3 separate regions of the Mus musculus genome follow, and all the other regions are linked to region 2. The links are chromatin contacts, called in public HiCAR-type and HiChIP or PLAC-seq maps. All regions are on one chromosome and are shown on one strand. Each heading gives the region's core, a stretch centred on a gene start, on an enhancer-like site or on the middle of the called end of the contact. The rest is flanking DNA. Distances are from core to core; before and after follow the strand shown. Region 1 overlaps Vps50 (VPS50 EARP/GARPII complex subunit). Region 2 holds the start of Bet1 (Bet1 golgi vesicular membrane trafficking protein). Region 3 overlaps Vps50 (VPS50 EARP/GARPII complex subunit).

The links. HiCAR-type assays count read pairs that join an accessible place to other places. HiChIP or PLAC-seq counts read pairs in DNA pulled down with a chosen protein or histone mark.
Region 1: a contact with region 2 is called in a HiCAR-type map of astrocytes, with 2.9 times the contacts expected there. The contact joins the enhancer-like site here to the promoter of Bet1 in region 2. A contact is called at or near these places in 11 of 39 promoter capture datasets (the 3T3-L1 cell line, 3T3-L1-derived adipocytes, the C10 cell line and 7 more), 32 of 484 Hi-C or Micro-C datasets (B cells, CD4 T cells, CD8 T cells and 23 more), 4 of 115 datasets of contacts at active chromatin or transcription factors (astrocytes, embryonic stem cells and stem cell-derived neural progenitor cells) and 2 of 9 other capture datasets (adipose tissue and liver).
Region 3: an H3K4me3 HiChIP or PLAC-seq map of the 230-238 cell line shows a contact between it and region 2, with 4 times the contacts expected there. The contact joins the enhancer-like site here to the promoter of Bet1 in region 2. A contact is called at or near these places in 5 of 39 promoter capture datasets (the 3T3-L1 cell line, the HPC-7 cell line, HPC-7-derived erythroid cells and 2 more) and 2 of 115 datasets of contacts at active chromatin or transcription factors (the 230-238 cell line and embryonic stem cells).

The regions. Positions count from the first base shown.
Region 1 is chr6:3,509,430-3,513,107 of GRCm38.p6, reverse strand. The region is part of intron 2 of Vps50 (VPS50 EARP/GARPII complex subunit); the gene reads right to left. Among named protein-coding and RNA genes, the nearest start is that of Vps50, 13 kb to the right of the region's middle. Within about 2 kb of position 1,362, at least 57 of the 459 cell types and tissues checked have an H3K27ac peak or open chromatin away from gene starts, as enhancers often do. A contact at or near this core is called in the HPC-7 cell line, astrocytes, cerebellar granule neurons and 4 more, where this site is marked.
Region 2 is chr6:4,084,995-4,088,299 of GRCm38.p6, reverse strand. It overlaps Bet1 (Bet1 golgi vesicular membrane trafficking protein), which reads left to right and starts at 1,370. Exons shown (of 4, transcript NM_009748.3): 1 at 1,370-1,523. The coding sequence starts at 1,505.
Region 3 is chr6:3,534,624-3,538,341 of GRCm38.p6, reverse strand. It overlaps Vps50 (VPS50 EARP/GARPII complex subunit), which reads right to left. Exons shown (of 28, transcript NM_024260.5): 12 at 1,370-1,510. Among named protein-coding and RNA genes, the nearest start is that of Gm52885, 34 kb to the left of the region's middle. Within about 2 kb of position 2,026, at least 14 of the 459 cell types and tissues checked have an H3K27ac peak or open chromatin away from gene starts, as enhancers often do. A contact at or near this core is called in the 230-238 cell line and the HPC-7 cell line, where this site is marked.

The DNA of each region.
Region 1 (3,678 bases), core at 113-2,612, 580 kb after region 2:
CCCACCTTAGGAGGAGGCAGCTTGTGTACACAAATAAAAAAGCTTGCTTTAACTAATTGCTTGCTTTAATTAGTTTGGCCTTGATGATTTGTGACAGTGGTCTTTCTCCCGTTAACACTTTTGTGGACCCAGATACCCTGATACATCACTGCATCCCAATAAAACAGCCCTCCTTCCAGCCCATCTAGTGACTTCTCTGTGAAATGCACATCTGAGCTCATTCATACTGCTTGGAAGAGACTGTGTCTCTTGCAGCTGCTGCATGTGCAGCCTGCCAGGCACTGCTTCCTTCCACCTCATCCCTCCCTACACACTTCCTCCCTCAGCAGGCCGCCTGCTTAGTCCCAGCCACACTGGGAACTACATCGTGATGCTGTGCAGTGCCCAGATCCACAGCACTCCAGGAACAATTACAGGGCATTCTGTAATTTAACAGGGAGGGATAGTCAAAAGAAATATGAGACAAAGACAGTTGTGGTAAGCACCATGGTCCATAAACTCATAATGCTTCTATTAATGAGAAATCACAAAAATGTAAGAGTATTTTCTGTATGTAAATGAGAAAAATAAACACAAACAGCTACACTGCATATTTTAATATAACTGTTGCATAATTTTGCTAGAGTTAAAAACTCACTGCCTAGCATTAGAGATGTACAAAAATATGCAATTCTGTATCTAAAATAGAATCAACAGGGTAGTTCATAAGTATGAGATATTTTATATACAAAATGAACAAAAGACTCCCTATAAAAATTTTAAGGCAAACAGAAAAAACTAGATCCAAATAAAACCCTTTACGGCATATTAAAACATGTTAAGAAAAAAGAGGTTACAATAATGAGATAGGTCAGGTAAATTTTGAAATAAACAGTTCAGTCTTGCCAACTGTTATATTATTAATGAAGTATTTAAGGATTTATTTTATAGTTACAGAGTATAATTAAATGAGTATTAAGATTAGTGCACTGTAAAAGCTCTTTAAAATGTGAAAATCCAAAACTAATTTGCCAACAAGTAAATGCTATAAAAATGCAACAAAACGGTCAGTCACTAAAATACAGAAAATGTACATCAACGCATCTCATAGTTAAAGCTGGAAAGAGACAAAGTCGTGGATCCAACTGCAGACAGAGGAAACGAAAGCCGAGAAAGCACAAGAACACTTGGGCCCACGGTGCCATCACTTAGGCTTGATAGCCTGCTTCACAGGCTCTGATACCGACCCTCGGTCAGTGGAGCCGCATGGAGCAAATGTTGATTTTATTCTCCACATGTAAAACTCTCCTCCACAGCACAGCCAGGGCTGAGTAAAAATCGGCCTTGCCCTCCAGCAGTGACTAAAGAGCCTGATGAACAAATAAACAGCAAGGCCAGCAGAGCGGAGGGAAGAAAGGAGACAAAAGACCAGCGCACAAGTGCTCTCAACCCCAGGGAGGAAAGAGAAATTCAGAAGACAGAAGAACACAGAGAAATCCAAGTTTAAAGCGAGGACCAGAACAAAATGCAATTATGAAATTGTGATGCAGAATCAAGCAATAAAGAGCCTTGATTTGAAAAACAAAAACATGGCATGAAAACACTAGGAAGCCATAAGAAGCAAGGCAACAATTGGGACTTGTAAACCACGGGTATGTACAGACATACATACATGTATAGGTGTTAGAATTATGTTTTCCTCTAATGAAAGTAAATAACATATGCCATTGTACCAGACACAGTATCAAAAGTAAGCATCGATGTTCAATATTTTATTAAGGGAATAAAGCAGCCTGGCTTATTTGAGCAACCTGGCAGGGAACTTGCTGTTTAGAGGCTATTTCCCGGTCTCACACGCAGCACATTGACTACATTACCACCTAGCTGCTCCTCCATTCGATTATCTCGGAGGTAGATAACGCTACAGGAACAAACACACAGAAAACGTAGACTGCGGATGTAGCTTTATGAGAAGTGAAGAAAAAGATTCGTAACAGATATTTCAGTCAGTATTTCTGCTTTAGCCGGGCTACTTTTAATCTCAACATAAAAACAAAAGGTTTTATGGGGATTCAAATCCATAAAACAAAGCAAGCCCTCAAATGAAGGATGTGAGGAGAACATTTCCAAGATATTTACGGTTTCTAAGGAACGAAATGGTCATTTTAAAAAACAATTTCACATCACAGGGTCACTTCTTAGGGAATTCATCTGTGTTTAAGGAAAAAATAAAACAACTACAAGCTTTGCATTTTGGTAATTTCAAATTATCCAAAACTCCATACTGATTGAGCCCAAAACCTAATCCATAAGTAACTAGTTGTAACTGCCCCCCTCACAACTAAAGTCAGCACAAACAGCACCTTATACACATAGCACTCAATTTTAGGTAGCTATTCAAACTAATTATATAATGCAAACTGACATGAATCCCTCAGTTCATAGGTCACTATCAAAACTGCAGAAAATTAATAGAATAAATCCTGGAACCCCAACGTCTCTCATATTAGATCACAGTTTACACATGCTTGATTCTCTACCTAGAGGGCAGGAAGCTAAGAGAGACAGATAGACAGAGACAGAGAGACAGACAGACTGAGTGTGTTAGAAGGATGAGGAGGAGAGATTTTGTTCCTCTAAGCATACATTTCCTGTCTGCTCTCTTGTCTTGTGTGTGTTTTAACTGTTAGCATCTTTTCATCAGTCAAGATGGCAGGGCAGAAATGACAGTTACAACTGCTGTGGTCTCGTAAAGCTAACATCCTGTTAGAGCCCTAATTGAAAGCAAAAAATTAATAAATTTAGTTGCCAAAATCTATATACAGTGAACAAGAAAAAATATATGGTTTTCAATATTTGATCAGTATTATTAAAGTCATAAATCACTGAACAAATAGATATAGGGTTGATCTACTTCCAAAAGAAACAATTCAAACTAATTATATAATGCAAACCTATTCTCAGATCTCAGGTCCCTCAAACCATGTACCACATAAGATTATAATGAACTGCCATATGTCTGATTACGTGGAAAAATGGTACATTTCTTATATTCCCACTAGAACAACAATAACAATCTATGAAATGTAGCGGCTTTCTCAGTTTGTTTCTGTGTAAGTAAAGCAGGCTGTAAATGCCTACCCTGTTTTCATCAGGTTTAAAGTGCCATCTAGTGGAGTACTGGTTACATTACAATTTGAAAGAAGGCTACAAGTAAATGATTTATGAACACTTGTGCAAGGGATATTAAAGTATGACTATTTTAACCCATACCTGAAATAAGATTAGGTAATAAAAACATTTTAATCACTTTATGGAAAAAGTAAGTAATGAATAAAAACTGATTTCAACCATAGAAATGTACTACATTGATCTACTTATAAATCACAAAAATCAGAAGTCATAAATTTTTTTCTTGACCCTTTGCCAAATATTCGTATCAATTTCTTTTGTTAAAATGTAAACCCAAGTCTGGGATTTTAACATATTTTCATGTATTTACTGTATGAAAAACATTGACGATAATAACATTGGAAACCTTAAAACTTTTAAACTCTCTTTAAAAATAATGCTCAGCTTCCATGACACACTGTCTGCCACTACTGGGATGCTAATACTGGAGAGCACACAGCACATTCAGGGAGTCAGACAGTAAAGTGCCATGCGCGCCCTCCCTGTGTTTTCTCGGCTCTTAGATCC
Region 2 (3,305 bases), core at 121-2,620:
CCTTGAATAATCAAAAAATGTTTCCTAAGACAAATGCAAGTTTATGGTTATGCAGCCAATGTAGTGACCCTGTGCCCTTGCTCAAACCCCCACACTTGTTTGGTGTGCCTCATTGTTCTGAAACTCTTAATAATTTTTGTCTTTGATCTTGTATCATGCAAATGAAGTCTAATGGCATAATATAACATGCTCATGTGCAAATGATATATTTGTAATAAGTGTTTTTATTGTTCTTCATTAATATGCTCTGGATTCTGATAGCCCTCTGACTCATCAAATTTTGCAAGATATTAAAAGCTACAAGGTGAAGATGGCATGTTTATGCTCGAGTATGAACACTTATAGTTCCCATAGTCACATGTTGTACTTGAATAAGAACTTGTGATAAAATCATCAAGGATCTTTGTTATATCCCCATACTCATCTCACATTCTGTATTAGTTGAATTGAAAATTATCACATAGCAATAGAAGCAAAGAAGGCGGAACTTAGACTCTTTCTTTCAGCCATCAAACCACAGTAAGCTGAGGGCAGAGTGTTAGTGCAATGTGTTTCTATTATGAAGTATAATGTGTGTAGTGAGGTGGTTCAGCAGCTAAGGGTACTTGCTGCATATGTAGCAGAGGATGGCTACATGCTCCATGGAAACAAGTATGAGGTATTTGTGTGTACGTTTTAAAAGCTCTAAGTAGGGTGGAGTGTTTAAAAGCTAAATATCACAGTTCTTTCCAGACTTAGATCAAATGCGTTAGGAAGCTGAGACTCCCCACTTCCCTACCCGGAAGTTCTACTGCAAGGATACATACATACATACATACATACACACACACACACACACACACACACACACACACACACACACATATATATATATATATATATATGTGTATATATATATATATTTTTTTTTAACTATTCCACTGGGCAGGATCAGGAAGGAAGAGGATTGATTTTCCTTTCCTGCTAAGAGGCTCAGACAGTAAGATGAGACTCTGTTTGAACAAAGTTTGCACTGACTTTCTCACCTCTGACTTTGGGTGAGCGGGAGTGCAAGGGAAAATCATGAAAGAGTCAACCATCATCCCGGCTAGGGAGGGGTAACTCTCCCAGGTTAAAGTTGGCACTAACATCAAAAAGTGCCATACTAAAAGTTCTGGATTAAGTAATGACCCAGAATAACAGGACTAGAGCCCCAGCAGCTGTCGCTGCCCTTCCGGAAGCCCCGCCCATTCCAGGCATTGTTCCTACCACGCCCCTCTTACCCAGTGCCCCAGAAGACGGAAAACTACATTTCCCAGAATGCAACTAGTAATCGCATTTCAGGACGCCTATATGTGTCCGAGTGACGACATAAACCGGCGCGGTGTTTAGACTTTACTGATGTCGTGGCGCTCTGAGGCAAAAAGTTGTTGCTCTTAGGAGCCCTGGGACTGAAGCCGAGGTCGGGTGACCCTGGCCCTTTCCTACTCACTCCTCCTTGCCCGCCTTTCCCTCTCCTGGCAGGATGAGGCGTGCAGGCCTGGGTAAGAACAGTGCTGAGGTTCGAAGTTTGGGGACCCTAGGACCTGCTGAGTCGGGAGCAGGGTTGTGGGAGGAGACTACCGGCCCTCTGTCAATGACTTTGGTGTTCAAAAGCGAGTTATTTGGGTTCTTTGGAGAAGGTTCTCTTCCTGTGTCCTAGTTCCGAACGGTTTCCTGAAGTTGTATTTAGACAAAAGTTTAAACCTATATGCTAGGTTGCACAGAGCGGTGAATTGGTTAGCATAAGTTTTTCTTTTTCTATGTGCTAGTTTGGGGAGTAACCCAATTTCCCAAGCCTTGCTGTTTCCTTTGCTTTACTCATTCTGGATCTTAACTTTTTTTTTTTTTTTTTAAGAAATGACATTTGGGGAGTAGTAAGCTTTAAGCCCACTAATAATGATGCGTTAGTTTGATAACCGTGAGTTACAAAGGTGAATTTACGTGTCCTTATTGTTAAAGTGCCTGTTATGAAAGGTCTGGGTCAAAGGCGAGTTACTTGGAACACTTCTGACCTAGACCTTGTCCCACTGCTAAGGCAGTAGATGTTGGTTTTGATGACTTAAATGGGTCAGGGGAAGGAATAGCTTAGTAATAACTGAAGTTCTTTCTCTATTAGCCATGTCTTAAAGAAGGAAGGGCAGAATGCTTGAAAAAAATGTGTGAAATATTAAAAAGGATGTTGCTGTTCTGGCAGACATTGGAATAGTAAAAAAAAAAATAGTTTTTAAAAATTTGAGGTGTTAAAGCCAGTGAATGGACAAACACTTAAAGTTAGGTATGAAAACTAAAGCCTCTTTTGCAACTCATAATTCACGGCTTGTTATGGGTTTTGATTATGTAAGAAGGAACACAATATTCATGACAGTGCAGAGACATGGTAGTAGTTTCAATAAGGTTGGTTATAGGAATAGAATGTGTGGACTTTAAAACCACTGAAAAATAAGGGCCTTGAATGGTGTCAGTAATATAGATTGACAGGGTTGTCAATAAGTAGTTGCATGTGAAGAAGTTGTAAATTTAGTTTTATGAATCCTTTCAGTCATTGAAAGAAATTAGTTCATCTCAAATAACCTAAAGAACTATTTTCAAACATGATTAGTCATATATGCCTACATTTTTCCAACACTAATAACAGCAGACATTTATTGTGACGCACCATGTGCTTCCCAAAGCTTTCAGGGTTACTGTGGAGCAGAAGATAAATTGCTGCGGAAGCAGATGACAAAGTACGATCCAAGGTGGTAACTTCATCCCAGTACAGGTTAAGTTCATCGGATAGTAAATGCAGTGGGGGCTTAATAATCCATGGCTCACGGTGGGCTTCCTGGAGCCGGAGAACCTGAAGGATGCTGGTGACTGTGAGGGTTGGGAGAAGTAAGTCCCAGATGAGAAGATGGCCAAACAAGATTCAGGGTAGTTATGAATGATGTATACAAGAGGTTGTGGTGATGAAGTCACTCTGAGTGAAGCTAGGACCCTGAGGCACCCGAACGATCTGACTATTCAAGGACTTTACATTCATCAGTAGGCCACTGGCCTATTGGAATTTTGTTTGTGCTGTACTGTTTTTAATACGTGCAGGTCAGGGATTTGACAGTAGGTTTCTATCTCTGACTTGTATTGTATGTTACAATTACTCAGAAAGATGTTAAATTAGATTTTCAATTAAATTAGAATCAGCAGGCAAGAGTCCCCTCCTAAGTCTTTTTGAAGTGCAGTGAAGAAGAGGGGTAATTATTTGTTTAAGTATGCTTATCACTTAAATTGGTGTTGAATTATGAAGA
Region 3 (3,718 bases), core at 777-3,276, 550 kb after region 2:
AACTAATCAACAAACTGAATTGAAGTCATTTTTCCCTGCCCCCTAAATCTTAGTCACCAAGAGCACAGCATGTGCACAGCAGGCCGGGCATATATTCTCAAGCACTTCACTGCTCACCCCAGCCCCACCTGTGCTGACCACCAGTGAAGTGTGGGAGGAGCAGCTGTGCAGAGGTGGCACTATGAAGGCACTTAAAGAAAAGACGATAGCAGCTGGAGGCTGTGGTGCACACCACACAGGCTGTCCATTTCTTTGGCACCAGTTTTGGTAAAAAATTAAAGCAGTTCTGCAATCACCTGAGGCTATAAGCTAACCCAGAACTGCCACAGGTGGTCAATACTATACTCGTCTCTAAAAGCTTTATTATTTCATCGTACTAGGCAATATTTTATATGTATGCGTGGTTTCTATGACTAAGCTCTAGAATAGTAGCAAACCAATTTTCCCCACAACTGAATTATATATAGTTCAACTGCTACCACATATATATGACTACCTTTGTACTGAGGTACCAGAAATCTTTTAGGGCTAACTTGAAAAAGCATTTTTTGAAGAGGCAATTCACAATGACAAGAAACAGCTATTTCAAAGATCACCTTATCATCACCGTTTTTTTTTTAAGTGACAATAATCCAAAAGAAACACAATGAGAAACACATCGTGCATAACTTTTCACTCATCAAAGCATATAGAATCATCTTAATTGTGGAATTAAGAGTTTGAATGTAGAGGACTAGCTCATAAAGCCTTGACTTTAAAAAGCATACAAAAACAATAAGTACAGACACAAACATCAGCGTTAACCACTGTAAAAAGACTAGACCGTTATTTGTTTAAAGTGCTTCCTTTGAATTAGTAGGAATCATTTCCTATTTAGTTGAAATTACAAACTTGTAATTACCTACTATATCACTTAAAGTCATCTACCAATTATAGCCATACTAACAACATCATATACAAGGCCACTGGATGGTTAACAGGTACCAAGCAAGTTAAGGTGGCGGCATCTGAAACCTGGGAGACTAAAGGAGGTAATCCCAAACTCAAGATATCTGAAAAACAAACAAAACAACCAAAAAAAGAAAAGGGAAGGAAAAAACCTCAATGAGTAGCAAACAGATGGGCAGTTTCCTCTGTGGTTCTGTAGACACTCTGAGCTAGGGGTCAGCCACACTTCCTGCTAAAGTGTACCCTAAATATGTCCACTCCTCGCCTGCTTTCTAGGAAGAACCACATTAGAAAAGAAAAAAAATGATAAATATGTTTGCTTTTATTTTAGGGGCATCTTCAGGCAATAGGTGCAAAGAAGCAGGAAATTACTGATTTAAAACCTAAGGGAGAGAAGAAGAAAAAAGAAACTAATACACACCGTACAGAGATCTTTATACTGAAGCTTCTGGAATTTTGTATCCGTGTTTCCTGCACACAGCTCCACATAGCCAAGCACAACCTGAAATACGGTGTTGTGAATGGCTTGAGTGAAGTGCATATGAAGCTGATCCATCGCAGTCTAGGAAAGAAAAAATAAACAACATAATTTCATAGTCTAAAATACATGTCAAGACTAGACAGAACAGACTAGCAAAACCTCATCAACTAGAGCAACAGCACGGATAGCCTTAGAATTGAGTGTAGTACACAGTGTGTGCAAAGCAGCTTTCATATACCCGTGGCATCACACCATTCAGGCTGCGTGTAACTGAAACTGTGCTGCTGTTCTCATTTATAACTGGCATTCTGGCCCGTCACACATAATTGTACCTGTGTCTCCTGTCCTGTAACACTCCTTCTCTTACACTGTTCAGGAGATTTCTCAATGGTTAGCTTCTCAGAGAAGCCTTTTCTGACTCAACTATTTAAGTCAGTATGTTTCCACCACTCTTTTTTGGTTTCTCTGGGTATAGCTCTTTGCAGCACTTCCTATACCACTTGACAGCATCTTCACTTACAACTTTACCATGTGCATCTGTGGTGGTATGAGTAAGAATGGCTCCCATAACTTTACACATTAGAATGCTTGCTCACCAGGGAGTGGAACGATCTGAAAGGATTAGACTGATTAGGAGGTGTGTTCTTGCTGGGTAGGTGTGGTCTTGTTGGAGGAAGTGTGTCACTGTGGGTAGGCTTTGAGGTTTCAAAAGGCCAACTCAGGCATAGGCTCCCTATCTCTTGGGGGAAAACTCTAATTAAGGGTGAAGTCCACCATGACCAGATAGCCTCTAGACTGTGCAATATGGGCCAGAATTTATTAGTGACCTTATCTGGAGAATTCTAAGCCCCAACAGGTAGTCTCAATTGGATTACAGCATCAATTTCCTTTGTCCTGATAAAATCTGTTTAGCCAGCAGCTGAGAGTCCTGAAATGCTTCCCTATGTTAATGATGTATTCCGGATATCCTATGCACCTAACATTTGCCCATCCTGGATGTGCTTACCCTCAATCCCCAAAAGTTTATAAGCCTTGAATCACCTAAATAAAGGTGATCTGCCCCTGATAGCTGGTCAGGATGTGCTTATTCACGGACGTACTCACAGGGTTTCTGAAACCCCTCTCCCAGTTTCTGTTCCCACTACCCTTGTGGACCAAACTGTCCCGTGATCCATGTGGGCGGGGGACAGCATGTAGATCCACATCTCTGTCTGCTTGCTGTCGATGGATCGGATGTAAAGCTCACAGCCATTTCTCCAGCACCATGACTGCCTGAGTTGTCTCATGCTCCCCATCATGATAATAAGAGTAACTTTCTGACACTGTAAGCAAGCTCTCAACTAAACGTTGCCCTTCTTTTCTAAGAGTTGCCCTGGTCATGGTGTCTCTTCCCAGCAATAGAACATTGACTACACTGGTTGGTTTCCCTCACCAGAACAGGATATAGATGACAATTTATACTCTGAGACCTGGAGTAATACTGTAAATAGGTACCACGTACATTTATTTGTCTTGTAGTCTTCCCAAGATACAAGTTAAAATATAAAAATTAAGAAAAGACCAAAAAATCAGCTTTTAAATACTAAATAGAATTCAAAACATTTGGTACAGTCTTGAATTTCTTTCCAAAAGGCACCATTTTACAAAAAAGAAAAAGATAAAAGCTTGTGCCTATCACGTGTAAAGGTTGAATAATTAAATGAATTATTCTAGATATAGGAGATACGATTAAGTTTCACACCATTCCCCTTCTTTCTGTTGAGGCCTGCTTTGGATTCAGTCTCCATTTTGCTCAAAAGGTGAAATTAAGTTTAGGTTCTCAGACACTACTTCCCAGAAGTGTAATTATCCATAGCTGACACTGAAAATTTTTCCTTAAAGATAGTAAACCTATGGTTGTATTACTTCTGCCCTGTTATCTCAATGCTCTGAAACTCCCCTGTTCACCACCCCTCACACCCTCACATAGGACCAATCACTTAACAGCCAGCTGTTAGTACTTTGTCTAGTTAGCCAAACATGTAGTACTGCCTCCAGCCTTGCTTTCTCACCTTCTGAACTTGGTTTTCCCTATATAAAGCCTGCCCTAAGAACAGATTGGTACCAACATTAGGCTCCCAAGTCCTTTTTTAAGGTCCATATCGATTGGTCTTGGGGGAGGTGTGTTCAATAAACTACTCTGGCTTAACTGAGATCAGTGGTTTGTGCAGTGATTCCTGAACCCCAACAGTTCCATGTTTTTCACGGAAGACTGTGGACAACGAGTGTGCAAAGACACACATTAGATGG